Regions from separate parts of the Mus musculus genome. Here all the other regions are linked to region 5. Evidence: chromatin contacts called from public promoter capture Hi-C data. All regions are on one chromosome and are shown on one strand. The core of a region is the stretch at or near the end of the contact, and the rest is flanking DNA. Distances in the headings are between cores, read along the strand shown.

What was found. Promoter capture Hi-C pulls out the DNA fragments that hold promoters and counts their contacts.
Region 1: a contact with region 5 is called in a promoter capture Hi-C map of neutrophils, with 2.3 times the contacts expected there. The contact joins the promoter of Hjv here to the promoter of Vps45 in region 5. A contact is called at or near these places in 4 of 39 promoter capture datasets (hippocampal neurons, liver, neutrophils and 1 more) and 1 of 484 Hi-C or Micro-C datasets (B cells).
Region 2: a contact with region 5 is called in a promoter capture Hi-C map of stem cell-derived epiblast-like cells, with 3 times the contacts expected there. The contact joins the enhancer-like site here to the promoter of Vps45 in region 5. A contact is called at or near these places in 6 of 39 promoter capture datasets (cranial neural crest, hippocampal neurons, liver and 3 more) and 1 of 115 datasets of contacts at active chromatin or transcription factors (pancreatic cancer cells).
Region 3: a contact with region 5 is called in a promoter capture Hi-C map of pre-B cells, with 3 times the contacts expected there. The contact joins the promoter of Txnip here to the promoter of Vps45 in region 5. A contact is called at or near these places in 1 of 39 promoter capture datasets (pre-B cells) and 1 of 115 datasets of contacts at active chromatin or transcription factors (bone marrow-derived macrophages).
Region 4: a contact with region 5 is called in a promoter capture Hi-C map of embryonic stem cells, with 4 times the contacts expected there. The contact joins the enhancer-like site here to the promoter of Vps45 in region 5. A contact is called at or near these places in 3 of 39 promoter capture datasets (embryonic stem cells, hippocampal neurons and stem cell-derived epiblast-like cells), 1 of 15 datasets of contacts at CTCF or cohesin (embryonic stem cells), 4 of 484 Hi-C or Micro-C datasets (B cells, embryonic stem cells and pro-B cells) and 1 of 115 datasets of contacts at active chromatin or transcription factors (bone marrow-derived macrophages).

Annotation. Positions count from the first base shown.
Region 1 is chr3:96,523,922-96,526,621 of GRCm38.p6, forward strand. It overlaps Hjv (hemojuvelin BMP co-receptor), which reads left to right and starts at 1,264. Exons shown (of 4, transcript NM_027126.4): 1 at 1,264-1,409; 2 at 2,508-2,681. The coding sequence starts at 2,594.
Region 2 is chr3:95,700,886-95,703,585 of GRCm38.p6, forward strand. No RefSeq gene overlaps it. Among named protein-coding and RNA genes, the nearest start is that of Adamtsl4, 14 kb to the left of the region's middle. Within about 2 kb of position 1,431, at least 228 of the 459 cell types and tissues checked have an H3K27ac peak or open chromatin away from gene starts, as enhancers often do. A contact at or near this core is called in hippocampal neurons, liver, pancreatic cancer cells and 1 more, where this site is marked.
Region 3 is chr3:96,556,570-96,559,269 of GRCm38.p6, forward strand. It overlaps Txnip (thioredoxin interacting protein), which reads left to right and starts at 1,388. Exons shown (of 8, transcript NM_001009935.2): 1 at 1,388-1,916; 2 at 2,320-2,395; 3 at 2,501-2,648. The coding sequence starts at 1,667. It overlaps Gm15441 (predicted gene 15441), which reads right to left. Exons shown (of 4, transcript NR_040409.1): 3 at 717-1,828.
Region 4 is chr3:96,440,889-96,443,588 of GRCm38.p6, forward strand. BC107364 (cDNA sequence BC107364) reads right to left here. Exons shown (of 4, transcript NM_001256181.1): 2 at 1,155-1,279. The coding sequence starts at 1,263. Among named protein-coding and RNA genes, the nearest start is that of n-THgtg2, 6.3 kb to the left of the region's middle. Within about 2 kb of position 1,318, at least 19 of the 459 cell types and tissues checked have an H3K27ac peak or open chromatin away from gene starts, as enhancers often do. A contact at or near this core is called in embryonic stem cells, where this site is marked.
Region 5 is chr3:96,057,103-96,059,802 of GRCm38.p6, forward strand. Vps45 (vacuolar protein sorting 45) reads right to left here and starts at 1,353. Exons shown (of 15, transcript NM_013841.3): 1 at 580-1,353; 2 at 1-12. The coding sequence starts at 672.

The DNA of each region.
Region 1 (2,700 bases), core at 14-2,513, 470 kb after region 5:
GGTGGGAGGAAAGAATTGACTCCTATAACGTTTCTGACATCCACATAGGTACACACAGACACACAGAGACAGACATGTTCTAAATAACTTAATGTAAAAGATTATTGTGATATGGTCTTGTATAGTTGAGAAAAAGCTAAATTCATTATAAAAAATACATGTGCTCCCACACTTCTCTTGTAAAGTGTGTGTGTGTGTGTGTGTGTGTGTGTGTATGCGTGCCTGAGAAGGGACCATGTACCATGTGGACCTGTAGAACTTCATGTAGAGCTGACAGGGCCAGAAGCTTTTGTGACACACTTTGTAATCAGTCCTGTGCTGCTTTCCCTTGGCAAGTACTGTGGGACAGTGTCCCAGAAATGCCACCAGGTGAAAAGACGGACATAGCTAAAACCCTGATTATAATTGAATCTTCAAACAGTTTGTCTATAAAAGTATATTCCCAAATGTCTTCCTTCTGAATTCACCTATCTAACGCCACTCCTCTGTGGATCAGTAGTGTTCAAAACTGACTCCGATTCTTCTCTCTGCCTCTGTTACTACCCCGGCCCCGGCCCCTGCAACCTGGAAGCTTCTGTTTTTTGTGTTTGTATTGATGAGGAGGAGGGAGGAGGGATTGTTGCACAAACTAGTGTAATGGAAAAGGTGGAGAGAGAGTAGACAGCTGCAGAGATCTGATCTGGGCAGACGGAATAAACCCTTCTCGAAACAATTCTGCTCTCGGATTTCTCGGGACAGCTGGACCTTTCAGCTTCTGAAATAGTTGGCAGAGATGGGGGAGGGTCTCTGAACTATGCTTGCCGTCCATCTTCAAAGCCGGCCACCTCAGTGTATTATGTGTAGAAGAAATTCAATGGAATCCTCAGTAAAGAGAGGATGAGAGCAGTGAGTGACTGGCATCACACAAAATCACCACCAGCAGTCTTAAAGGCATTACTGGGAATACTGAGTTCATTACTGGGAATGCTGGAGGGCCTGAGTGGCAGCTTATAAGCTACAGTTGGATATATGACTTGGCCATCATCTTTCTTTATACTCTCCCTCCCTTGGTATCCAATATTTCCATATTCCATCCTTATTTTGCTCATCGTTCCTGCTGCCTTAGCTCCCACACCCCACTGCCACCAACGTTCCTGGAATTTTGGACCTAGCTATTTTTAAAACTGTCAACTCAGTAGGCACCTCCCTCCTCCTCTCAGCTGTCCAGTACTTGGGCCAACCATATACTCTCCCTCCCCCCTCCCCCCACACCAAACCTCCTCTGGCTCTCTGACCTGAGTGAGACTGCAGCCATTCCGGGGCAATCATGGAGAAAGAGATGGGGGACCCCCTGGCTGGAGCAGACCAACAGAATAGGCAACTATGGCTCGAGAACCCAGTATCAGAGTAATGCTTGACCTCGGGAAACAGTAAGTCCAGATGAAATGTCGATCACTTTGATAAGCTTTTGGGTCAAGGCCAGAACTTCATAAAGTTACAGACATCTGTTCTGAAAACTAAGATCTCCCCTTAGCAACTACCCCAGTCTTCACTTTTCCTCTTGCCTAGATGTTTTCTAATCCATGGCCATTTGATGTTTAATGCTGCCTCTCTCTGGCTTTCCTATTTTCCTCTCCATCTTATTACACCAAGACCTTGGGAGAGGGGGAGGGGGCAGTGCTAAGGACTGGGCCCAGGGCCTTGAGCATGGTAAACACTCAGCTACCATCGAGTTACACTCCCATCCCTACCTCAAGACCTCTCTGACCTCCTGCTCATATGCTTATCCCAAAGTAGGGTTTTGACAGGAGAAAAGGAGACAGACCCTCCCCCATATCTGTTCTCCTCAAAAGACCAGGAGTGTCTGGATTGGGCTTTTCAGCTGGGTCTGGAAAAACACATGAACTGTTAGACAGAAACATATATTAATTTGAATGCTTGATTTGTACCCCATCCTGTGAGAGGGATCGTACTGTCAGCCCTCTGGAGAGGCTGAGAGACCGGCTCTCCTTTCACTGGGAAGGTGATATCGTAGACAGGGCGTCTGCCTACCATGTTACCCTTTGTGCCCTTCTAACACAGTGAAGAAAATGAAACGGCAGGTGGTTTCTGGTGGGAAGGATCCATAAGAAGTATGTTCTTAAAGCGTGATCAGATCCTGGTGCTACTGGGGACCCACTGACATGGTCAGAACCTCACTTTCTCTAGGGGTCCTCCATTTTTGGCACATCTGCTATTTGGTAGTCAGGATGGGGCAGTACACTGGACTCTGCACACTGAGGTCACTCAACCTTCCCTCCACCACCACCCCGCCCCCGTAGGCATATTGCACAAGGGACCTGAAGGTGGCCGCAGGGGCAGGGCACAGAGGCTCACCAGCCACGCTCACCCTCTGGAAGCCTCCTTCTTCCCAAGATCCAGTCTGTCTCATTTTTGTTTTGGTCTCTTCAGATGCTCTCTCTACCCACCATCTTGACTGGTCTCCAACCCTTCTCTTTCCCCACACTCAGCCAAATTTCTTCTTCCAGTCACAGAAGTACCCAGAGAAATTCACTAGGTAGGAGGCTCATCATCTGGGAAGAACCGGTGCCTGGGGGGACCTGGCTGGATAGGTATGGGCCAGTCCCCTAGTCCCCGGTCCCCCCACGGCAGCCCTCCAACTCTAAGCACCCTCACTCTCCTGCTGCTCCTCTGTGGACAGGGTAAGGAAGGGCCAGGGAA
Region 2 (2,700 bases), core at 181-2,680, 360 kb before region 5:
GGATTTATTATTTACTTGATTTTGTTTGCTTTTGAGATAGCCTCAGCTAGCTAGAAACTTCCTTAGTGGCCCAGACTGGCCTTCACCTCATGCAGCCCTTCTGTGTTGGGATTATAAGTATGAACCACCATATCCAGCTTCCCATTTTCTTTAAATTTTACCTTTCCCAGCCTGCTCTGTGTGGGTGTTTTTCTTGCTTCTATGCCTGTGTTCCATGAACCCCAAGAGGCCAGAAGTGGGGGTCAGATCTCCTAAAGTGGAGTTACAGACTTCTGAGCTGCTGTGTGGGTGCAGGGAATCAAACCCTGGTCCTCTGGAAGAGCGATGTTAGGCCCCCACCCTCAAGTCCCTAAAACGGCAGCACTCCTGACAGTGTCCCCAAATGACAATCTGGGCTCAGCTCAGGCTGGACTCAAAATAGAACAAGTTTGTCTGTGGATAAACAAAAGCTTACACTCAGCATTCTCCAGAAGCCTACAAAATGGCTTCTGACTGCCAGGTAGAGCCATTTCCCTAATCTTTCCCTACCAAATGGGGCAAATGTGGCAACTAGTTCCCTATTAACATAAACTGTAACACATATCAAAGCCCCTCTACCACTCTGAACCTCCATGCTGTTCTGGCTAGCTCCTCTCTTTATAACTGGCAAGGCTTTCCCTACCTTTTTGACCCTTGAGAGATAGCCTTGGCAGTTTGAATAAACTTTTCCTTTTCCACCCACAGGAGTGGTCTAATCACTGCGATTTCCCGTGCAAGCAAGTGCTCAGAATTGCTGAGCCATCTCTCTCTGTCCCATCTCATATCCCATCAGGGTATCTGATTTGCCACTTTGCCCCCCACCCCTTTTTTTTTCTTCAAGGTTTTATTGTGTACCCTGGCTGGCCTGGAACTCATTGTATAGACCAGGCTGGTCCTCCTGCCTCTGCAGTACTGGAATTGAAGGTAAATTGCCTTGTATTTTAAAGTAATTTACAGTTTAATCTTCGTTATCAGGACCTGTTCCCCAGATTTTGCCCTTGTTTAACATTTTACAAACGTTCGGATAGGTTTGGCTAACGTTGCACTCAGCAACTACCTGGTGAATCCACACAGGACCAACTGCATGGACTCTCAGCAGGGATAGAGAGAGATGCCTTAGCAGTTCTGAGCCCTCCAAGTCCTGTTGCTCCCCCCAGGTTGGCTCCGGGCCGTTCTGGGCCGTTCTGGGCCGTCCCGGGCGGCTCCAGGCGGCCCCTGGCTCAAACTGCAGAGGTCTGGCCTTCTAAAAGGAGCCTGGACTCCCTTTTCCCCCTCCCTCCCCAATCAGCATCTAACAAAAACTCTTTTGTGATTTTATGCCTGGGGGAGTCGACTGAGTCAACGGCTGATGTGATTCCCGCAGAGCTGAGTCCAAAGGTCTGCTCAGGGTTTCCTTCTCAGAGTCCAGAACCCCGCCCTAGGCCCCGCCCCGAATCTCCGCGCCCTGCTCCGTTTTGCCGGGAAGACCCGGAGCTGGGCTTCTACTGCCCCTGCATGGTGGTAGCATTGTGGTCTAGGGAATCAGAGGGTCACGTGAGACCAAATGAGTAATCTAAGGCTGGGTACTGTGAGCTTGGGGAGACTCGGGGACTGTCGAGAAGGCAAGACTGTGAAAACCAGGAGGCTGTGGGCCCTGGAAGATGGCACGTGGTCTCCTGAAGTACCCCTGGTACAGTAAAACAAGATTCCTACAATGTTATGGATAACCTTTTGTTCTTATGGACATCCTAGAAAGGATACTTTGTTTTGGAAAATAACAACTTCCTTACTGCCAAGTCCCTCATCCCAACCCTATAAACCATTTCAGCCAGCTCCCTCTACCCTCTGTAGACCCCTCAATTTCCCGTGGGAGAGAGGCTGCCTCTTGCTAAGTGCACTAATAAATATAGTGTGTCTTAGCGGTTGAAAGTCAGGCCCCTGTCTTTTCTGCCTCCTGTCCTTTTAAGCTGCTTTAGAAATATCACAGTTGCTGGGCAGTGGTGGCGCACGCCTTTAATCCCAGTACATGGGAGGCAGAGGCAGGCAGATTTCTGAGTTCGAGGCCAACCTGGTCTACAGAGTGAGTTCCAGGACAGCCAGGGATACACAGAGAAAACCTCTTTCGAAAAACAGAAAAACAAAACAAAACAAACAAACAAAAAAAAACAAAAACAAAAAAAGAAAGAAAGAAAGAAAGAAAAGAAATATCACAGTTCCAATAAGTCTTTGTAGACCTGACAGGTTTCCCGGGCTGCAGGTTGCTGAACAGAGTTGTAATAATTTTTAGGATTTTTTTTTTTTTTTTTGCATTTGGACATTCAAGCTTTTTGTTTACTGATATAGGTTAATCACCTGTATCAATAGACTTCACGTTATTTTCATACACAAATATAATGAATTTGACTATATTCCCCCCAATGCCTCCTTGTCCTAATTTACTTTCTGTTCCTATGACGAAGACTATGACCAAAGCAAGGGAGAGAAAGGGTTTACATCATACAGGTTACAGTCCACCATTGATGGCCATCAGAGCAAAGTCAAGGCAGAAACCTGGAAGCGAGCCATGAAGCAGAGGCCTTGAGAAACACTTGCTACGCAGTGCTTAAGGTGACCTTGAGTTACTGCTCCTCACCCCTGCATCTCTTAAATCTTGGGGCTACAGTTGCCACTGTGGGGATGTGACAGGCAGCCCTAACTGCAAGG
Region 3 (2,700 bases), core at 138-2,637, 500 kb after region 5:
ATCTTTATTTTCCTGCGCAAGGAAGGAGATAGATAGTCTCCTAATAATTCTGCCCAAATATGGAAGGAGTTTAGGACTCAATGACAAGGCTCCGGCGCGGGGTGGGGGTGGGGGTGGGAGTGGGTGGGTGGGTGGGGAATAGAGTAGGGGGCGAAGGGGGAGGGGGTTGCAGGTAATCCTTCACACAAGAGTTTCTTTGCACACTTAAGAGTTATTTCTCTAGTCAGCTCCTGAGGCATCTCTCAGCAAGGTTTGCCAGATAACTAAGTGAAACTAACACAGCTCCAGCGCCGGTGAAATTGAAACAGGCTTAGGGACATGCATTTCATTTAGTGAATTTGGAGAGAGGACAGAGGGGGGAAAAGAATGACAGGAACTCGAAAACAAAGTAAGGAGTGAGGTTCTTTTTCTTCCTTTTTCTTTCTTTCTTTTATTTTATTTTTTTGGTTTGTCCACCTCTTGTTTCCTGGAGAAACAAGGACGGGGGAGCCATCAGTGTGAAAGTAAACACCTCACAAAGCTGCAGTGAGGAACAAGGGAACATATACAAAATGTTCCCCAACTTCACAGGTACACTGAAGAGATGAGGGGATAAGCAACAGGATGTGGACACTCCCTTACTGCTTCCGCTCCAGAGAACAGAATAGAATGTAATGGGCGAGGAACAGTAGCAGCACATAGGGGCATGAAATGAGGGGGAAATGAGGGGAACCCACCAGAGCATTCACCAGAAAGGACTGAAAGCCAGACTTTAAAATATCTGACAAGTTCTCGTCTGGAGAGACCGCAGCCTTTTATTCTTCAATAGAAGTGCAATAGGAGCATATCGGGTGGGCTCTTTCTCACTAACACGACTGCACTCTCGCCCTCCGCTCCATCCTGGAGTATCCTCGGTGCGATGGGATTGTTTTTCACAAGACTTGCGAACTTGTGAGCCAGGAATAAATGGTCACCTCGAAATGAATTGCGCTGGCTCAGGCGAGTCATGAAATCCTCTCCTAAGCACATTTTTCTTTCACCTAAAAAAAGAAGGGGGAAAAAAAAAACAAAGCACACACCCAAATAACCCAGCTCCCAAGAGGAGTCCCCTGGATGAGGTTCAGGGTCCCGGGGTCCCAGCCTCCCGGGGGGAGGGAGGGCACCCGTCGCCCCGGGCCCCGCCCCTCCTGCTGGCAAGGCTGCGCACCCGAACAACAACCATTTTCCCCGCTAGGAGCACACCGTGTCCACGCGCCCCGGCGGCCTCGCTGATTGGTTGGAGGCCTGGTAAACAAGGGCCAAGTAGCCAATGGGAGAACTGTGCACGAGGGCTGCACGAGCCTCCAGGCCAGCACTCGCGTGGAGCGCCAAGCCAGGCGGCTATATAAGCCGTTTCCGGCAGCCGCTTGACACTCTCCTCCTCTGGTCTCGGGGTTTCCAGAGTTTCTCCAGTTGCGGAAGACAGCTGTTATTTTTCTCCTGAAAGCTTTTGGCACAGCCGGCAGGCTGAAACTTCCAGGCACCTTTTGGAAAAGTTGTTAGGGTTTGTTTGAAGCTTTCTTTACATTTTCGTTTGGGTTTTCAAGCCCTGACTTTACGGAGGCGAGCTCTTCGTTTGCTTTGAAGGGTTCTTAAAGATTTTTTTCCTCTCCGGCTTTCGTTTTTCTTGAACCCACTCGGCTCAATCATGGTGATGTTCAAGAAGATCAAGTCTTTTGAGGTGGTCTTCAACGACCCCGAGAAGGTGTACGGCAGCGGGGAGAAGGTGGCCGGACGGGTAATAGTGGAAGTGTGTGAAGTTACCCGAGTCAAAGCCGTCAGGATCCTGGCTTGCGGCGTGGCCAAGGTCCTGTGGATGCAAGGGTCTCAGCAGTGCAAACAGACTTTGGACTACTTGCGCTATGAAGACACACTTCTCCTAGAAGAGCAGCCTACAGGTACTGCTCCCAGCAGGACTGATGGTGACTTGGGAGGTCTGTGGGTCGGGGAGGGCACCACTAAATGTTTCGAGTTGTTCGTTTGAATGGTTTGAACTGTTGGTCCCTATATTTTTTTACTTTGTAATTAGCAAGTTTTTCACTACCCTTCACCCCCCTAGAGTGATTTGAACACTTTCTGAGGTACTGTTTCCTGAAAGTGTTGTCTTAGCTACTACTTAAAGATTAATGTATTTGTGGATTTCGCAACTTTCTGTCCAAGAAAGTGCTCTGGGATCTTTTCTTCCATAGTGTAAGAGATGAAAGTGGAAGTGAAGTAAGGTAGTCTACTGCCCAGGCACTCCTCATTGACGCTTTCAAAATGTAACAAGAAGCCTAATGGCCCCTTGTCTTTGTTTCCCAGCAGGTGAGAACGAGATGGTGATCATGAGGCCTGGAAACAAATATGAGTACAAGTTCGGCTTCGAGCTTCCTCAAGGGTAGGCATCCACCGTGTGCACCTTGCACTCTTATTTCTAAGTCTTCCCCCTCCATTGATCTCTTACAGTTCTTAGCCTTAATTTTGGTTCATTGTTTTGACACAGGCCCCTGGGAACATCCTTTAAAGGAAAATATGGTTGCGTAGACTACTGGGTGAAGGCTTTTCTCGATCGCCCCAGCCAGCCAACTCAAGAGGCAAAGAAAAACTTCGAAGTGATGGATCTAGTGGATGTCAATACCCCTGACCTAATGGTGAGGATTTTTTGTTTTTGTTTTTAAAAAGGTTTTAAAATTCTTCTTGGTC
Region 4 (2,700 bases), core at 68-2,567, 380 kb after region 5:
GAAGGCTGCTTGGGCGGAGATGCCTGCTGTGCTTTTGAGAAGGCTATTTCGCAGGCAGTCGCGCCCCAGGGTCCTTAGTCCTTCTTTAGTTTCAGGGAACCCCAACTGTTGTGATGCTAGCGCTGCCTAAATCCCAGCTCTGGCTGGGGTGCCGCCTCTGGTTGCTAGGGTTTGCTTAGGGCTTGGGGAGGCAGCGTTTAATTTACACAGTGCCGCAGCTTTAGACCGCAGCCCTAGCTGTTTATATTGGGGGGACGGGGGTGGGAGGCGGGGGTCTTTTATTTCAAGTTAGTTAGGTTCTAAGCCCGACGTAGGGGTGCCAACTGTTTCGTGGATTTCTTACCCCAATAAACCCGTATAAAAACACACACACAAACCAGTTATTATATTTATAAGCTATATGTCTAGAATGGGCATTATACTTATTCTCCAGCTATGAGACGTCTTGCTACCTGCAGCTTCTACAGGCCATGTGGTTCTGTTCCCTATTAGCTTTCTCCTTCCCATCTCCTGTCTCTTCACCTGGCACACTAAGACCTCCAGACCCATCTTCCTTGTGGGGCTGTGTCCTCGCTGCTGCTATGGCAAGCAGAGTTACCCAGCAGGGGAGAGAGACTCCATGGTCGGGATACACTGTGCTTGGGGTGTGCTGACCCCTGCGATTTCCCCAAACTCTCACACCTGAGCCTGTTCATAGAGTTCAAAAGTTGTATTTCTTTTCCTTTGGAAACGTTTGTGTGTGCGTTGTAGCTTCGTGGCTGTTTATATCAGATACAGTGCATGCATGTTTATTTTAATTTACTATAGTTTTGTATACTGGTTTCTTTGCATAACCTGGGACACTGAAGAGCTGTTAAGGGAGAGAAAAGTGGTAACTATGTAGTGTACGTTTTCAAAAAAATTCCTTAGCCACGATTAAGGATTAAATTCAGAAAAGTGCAGCGATTGTTGTTTTTGCTTTTCTAATGCTAGGTACTGAACTGGTAAACCCATAGTCTTCGCTGACTGTCATCTGAGGAGTGGCCTATTTGTCAAGTCTTTAATTCTTTGAAATGACGTCTTGATCAGTTATAAATGAATGAGAAAACCCCTAAGATTAGAAGTCTGGAGTTTTTGTTTCAGTGTTGTTTCTTAAAACCATAGAGCACACTTACAGGCGAGTAACTCAAATTCTGGGTTGAATTTCTCCTTTCCTCGGCTCCTGTTTTGAAGTCTCACACCACCAAGCCTGGGCTTAGCTGCCAGCACAAACCTTCTCAGCATGGTTTGAAATGAGTCCCTGGCAATTGAAAGAACAGGGAAAGAGTCACTAGGAGACAATTCCTCTTTTGTTTCCTCTCCAAACAAATGCTGTTAACTTTTGTTCTTTAAAATCTAACCTTACAATTTTATTGTTTTTGTGAAAAATCAACTTAGAACCTGGTCACTTGGCCCTTTCTCTTCTTGTCACCTCCCAGTTCAAGCTGCTTGTATCTCTTAACACAGTGTGCCAGGGTTCTCTTAGATCTACAGTGGGGTTCTGAACGCGATCTTCTTTGTAAGCCTTTTTTTTTTTTTTTTTAAATATGCTTTGTTCCCTGTCACAAGGACACTAATCCTTGCCCTTCCTGTGCTGTCACTGCGTGGAGCTGGTGCCTGCCCAGTTCTTGCAGACAGCTGGGTGAGTTTTAGGAAAGTTCAGCACAGCTGGTGGTGTGCTATCCAGTCAGAAGCCATTACATTTCTGTGAAAATCCTTAACATTCATGTGAATGTTATGAGCAGGATAATCACCATGGTTCTCTGCATGTTCTTAGAAGCCAGGATGGCTAGGTTCATAGTCCAGGTTTCATTCCACATTCATAAACAGACCCTGAACCAAAGGTTGAGTTATTTCTGTGTCTCCTTTCCCCTATCTGCCATCCCAGGCGTCCTGGAGTTCACAAGGCTTGTGTTTATAAAGGGGTTGGGGTTTTGTTATGTTTGGCTTGTTTTATTTGGAAGAGAAGAATGTTCCGATACTCTGTACTAGGAACGGAACTGTGTGCCCTCTACCACTGGACTATCCTACCCGCACTTGTCACTTTTCATTTGTACACACAGTAATTCACTACGTTGCCTAGGCAGGCCTTGAACCACCTGCCCCAGCCTCCGTAGCAGTTCGGATCATAGACCTGAACAGTCAGATATCTCTGTGTTTTGTTTTGTTTTTATAAATATGGGTTCAATACAGAACAGAGCCCCTGCCCTCCCTCCCCCCACCCCCCATTGGTGACATCTGCTATAACTGAAGCCCCACATTAAAACCAGGAAACCCCACAGGCCAGACTGCAGGTCTGAATCAATCCTCATTCACTGTTTGATATGTTTCTAGACATGCATGAATGTATGTGGGCATCCTGCTGCTTCACCTATAAAAATGTCCTCAAAGGCATTACCACCTCTCACTGACTGCTGGGTGCTGTTACCTGTGACCAAAAAACTCTTTCCCTAAGGAGTAGGTTTCTGTATATATCTCACACTCTGAGGCCTTCAGCTCAAGCAGAAATGTGAGGCCACTTAGCAAAGATGTGCCCAGAAACAGGCAGGACACTAGTACTGTGCACTCTAACGAGGCTCACAGAAGGCTGGAAGGAAGCACCCACCCAGAAAACCTGATGTAGCAGAGAAGGCCAGTGAGTGGGAGGGGCCTCGGAAACCAGTTCTCAGCAGGTCAGGGGGC
Region 5 (2,700 bases), core at 103-2,602:
CACTATACCAGTCTGTAAAGCAAAAGAACGAACTAAGATTATACTAGTCCGGACTAGTAAAAACATGCATCAATAGTTAAGCCTTTTGCCACTAATATTTGAGTAGGTAATTTAAATTCTAATATACAGAATAATATTTACCTAATATCCAAAACAGGCTGTAATGTGTTAGAATGAAAACCTACCACTCTCTCTGAACATGAACAACTCAGAAACTTCTAAAGAGGATCTTCACCATTCCTTTACAATTCCTTTTTTAAAGTTGTGGTCAACAAATAGCCTGTTATTTCAGCTGAACCCCAACAATTTACTTTTAAAAACAACGTTGAGTAAAGTCTTCCCTGTGTCGCCAGTAACAATTTCTTTGCAGACACTCTTTCAGGTGTAAGAAGTCTCTTGGCACCAGTTAGAGCTGGTTAGACTGCACACCCACTGGGAAAGCATTCTACAACTTTCCCAGTGCCAGACAGACTTGATCATCGTCATCAGTGAAATGCTAAGTTCTACAGCGGAACGGGGCCAGCAATTCTAAAGGAAGGGAGAGCTTCCTTTATAAATACTGAGCAAAAGCAAACTCACCGTTTCTTTATCCATGAGAAGTACCTTCATGCCCGGCCCGCTGTCCTCTATCATTTTGGAAATATACTGCTTCACAGCAAAGACCACATTCATGGTGGCGAATTGACAGGTGCCCCACAGCCCTTCCCACCCACTTTCCTGGCTGAATTAACCTCAGGCCTGTTGGGTCTCAGCTGCTTCCGGTCGCCAAAGCCTCGGCTTCCGGGAGTCCGGGTAGCTCCGATACTGGGAATTGTAGTTCCTCCGTGGAGTCCGGGACTCAGACTCAGCAGCTAAGCGACGGTGCCATTCCCGACGCTTCTCGGTAGGGAGTGGAAGGCAGCCTGTTTCCCCGAACCCGCGCTGTGCTGGCTTCTGGTCCTGAGTAGGGAAGCGCTTGGCGCACCGCGGGATACAGCTCTCTCGGACACTGTTTGCTGAGCATCTTTTCTGAAGCCCTCGCACGTCATCGTAGCACTGGGCAGGCTGGGGCAGCGGGGTCCCAGGTCTGTACTGCATAGCAAGTTCTCTGATAGCCCAGGCTAGGTTACAGAGGCAGCCCCGGTTTTCTAAAGTATCCAAACAAAGTAGCATCAAGAGACGGCATTTTGTATTTGGTAGGTCATAGAATGAGACTCAACTGGGTTTCCTAAAGAGAGAAGGGGAGCTGAAATTCATCACGTTTGTTGAATGAAGAAACAATGGGAACGCTATTTAGAGATGTTGTAGACCTTAGAGACCCCAGGAAGGCGCGGAGCTTCCACCCGCCCCCTACTCAGGACCGCTGGGACTGCGAGCTCGCGGCGCCCAAAGTACTGAATTTGGTTGGCTTTCAGGGACGCCGGGTTTCCAGGGCCCCTGCAATGGGCGGGGACAGTTAATTCATTGGGGCCGGAACAAAACCAACTTGAGAATTTAAAGGTAAACACATTTTTAATCTAAGAAGCAAGAACAATTAGCAATCAACTGGATCTTAAAGCTTCAGTTTCCAAAAAATTCAACAGATGACACACTATTATCACACTTCGGATCAAGGTGTTTTGTTCCTCACCTTCTTACAATAGAGAACTGTACAACCAGGAAGACAAATAACTGCAACAAATCATTGGCTATTAGTGCTTCAAATATTTACACCAAAATAATGACGTGTGTGAGATGTGAAACTGCAAAGGATCACCAGAGGTGAGAAGGAGATTTTAAGAGAGGGAGACCCGGATAGACATAGTATTGGAATACAAGGGAATGAATACAAGGAGCACAAAACAGACAGACTATTTAGTAGAGGAAGGGGACCAGGGAGCTTTAGGAACCGCGGGGTTAGGGGTAGAGGGGCTGGAGGCAGGAAAAAAAGGAAACACATTAGAATGAGATATTATTGTCATGTGTATAAATGCCATTATGAGACTCATTGAGAATGCTAATTTAAAAAATTAATTTAAAATCAACACAGCACCACTAAATACTAGTTTTTTCAACATACTGTAAGAAATATGCGGTTAAATAGAATAGAAGAACTTAATCGGGTTATGCAAATTATGCGAAGTTTCCAAATCCCTTGAGGAAGACTAGAAGTCACTTGAAATACAGGTATTTGTCACTTCTAAAATTGTGAAAATGTGTTCTTTTCAGTTTTCCAGTCAATAAATAAACCAGTAAATAAAACTTCCCATTGGGCACAGTACAGGTTTTGAGACTTTCTTTCTTCTTCCTTTTTGTTTGAATAAGGCTTTGCAATGTAACACGGGCTGACTTTGAACGCGTGACCCCTCAGTGTCTGCAGTGCTGGAGTTACTGGTGTGCATATGTTTTGACAGAAGCCTTAAAGCTTTATATTAAACGAGTCAGTGGGATATTAACTACACACAAATGAGATCTAATGTTATATACAATCCTGTTTTATCAGCAAAAAAGTTCATATATTATAGAAAACTGACTCATCAAAGAAAATAAAATTTACCCACAAATCTAGCAAGTTACTGGTATCTGAAAAATCACCATCACCCATGTTGCTTGGATTCTATTTCCTTACCTGGACTGTAATATAGTATGTCATATTTTTTCAACTTTCTGTATCTTAAAAAGAACAAGCCAGCAGTGGTGTCACACACCTTTAATCCCAGCACTCAGGAGGCAGAGACAGGC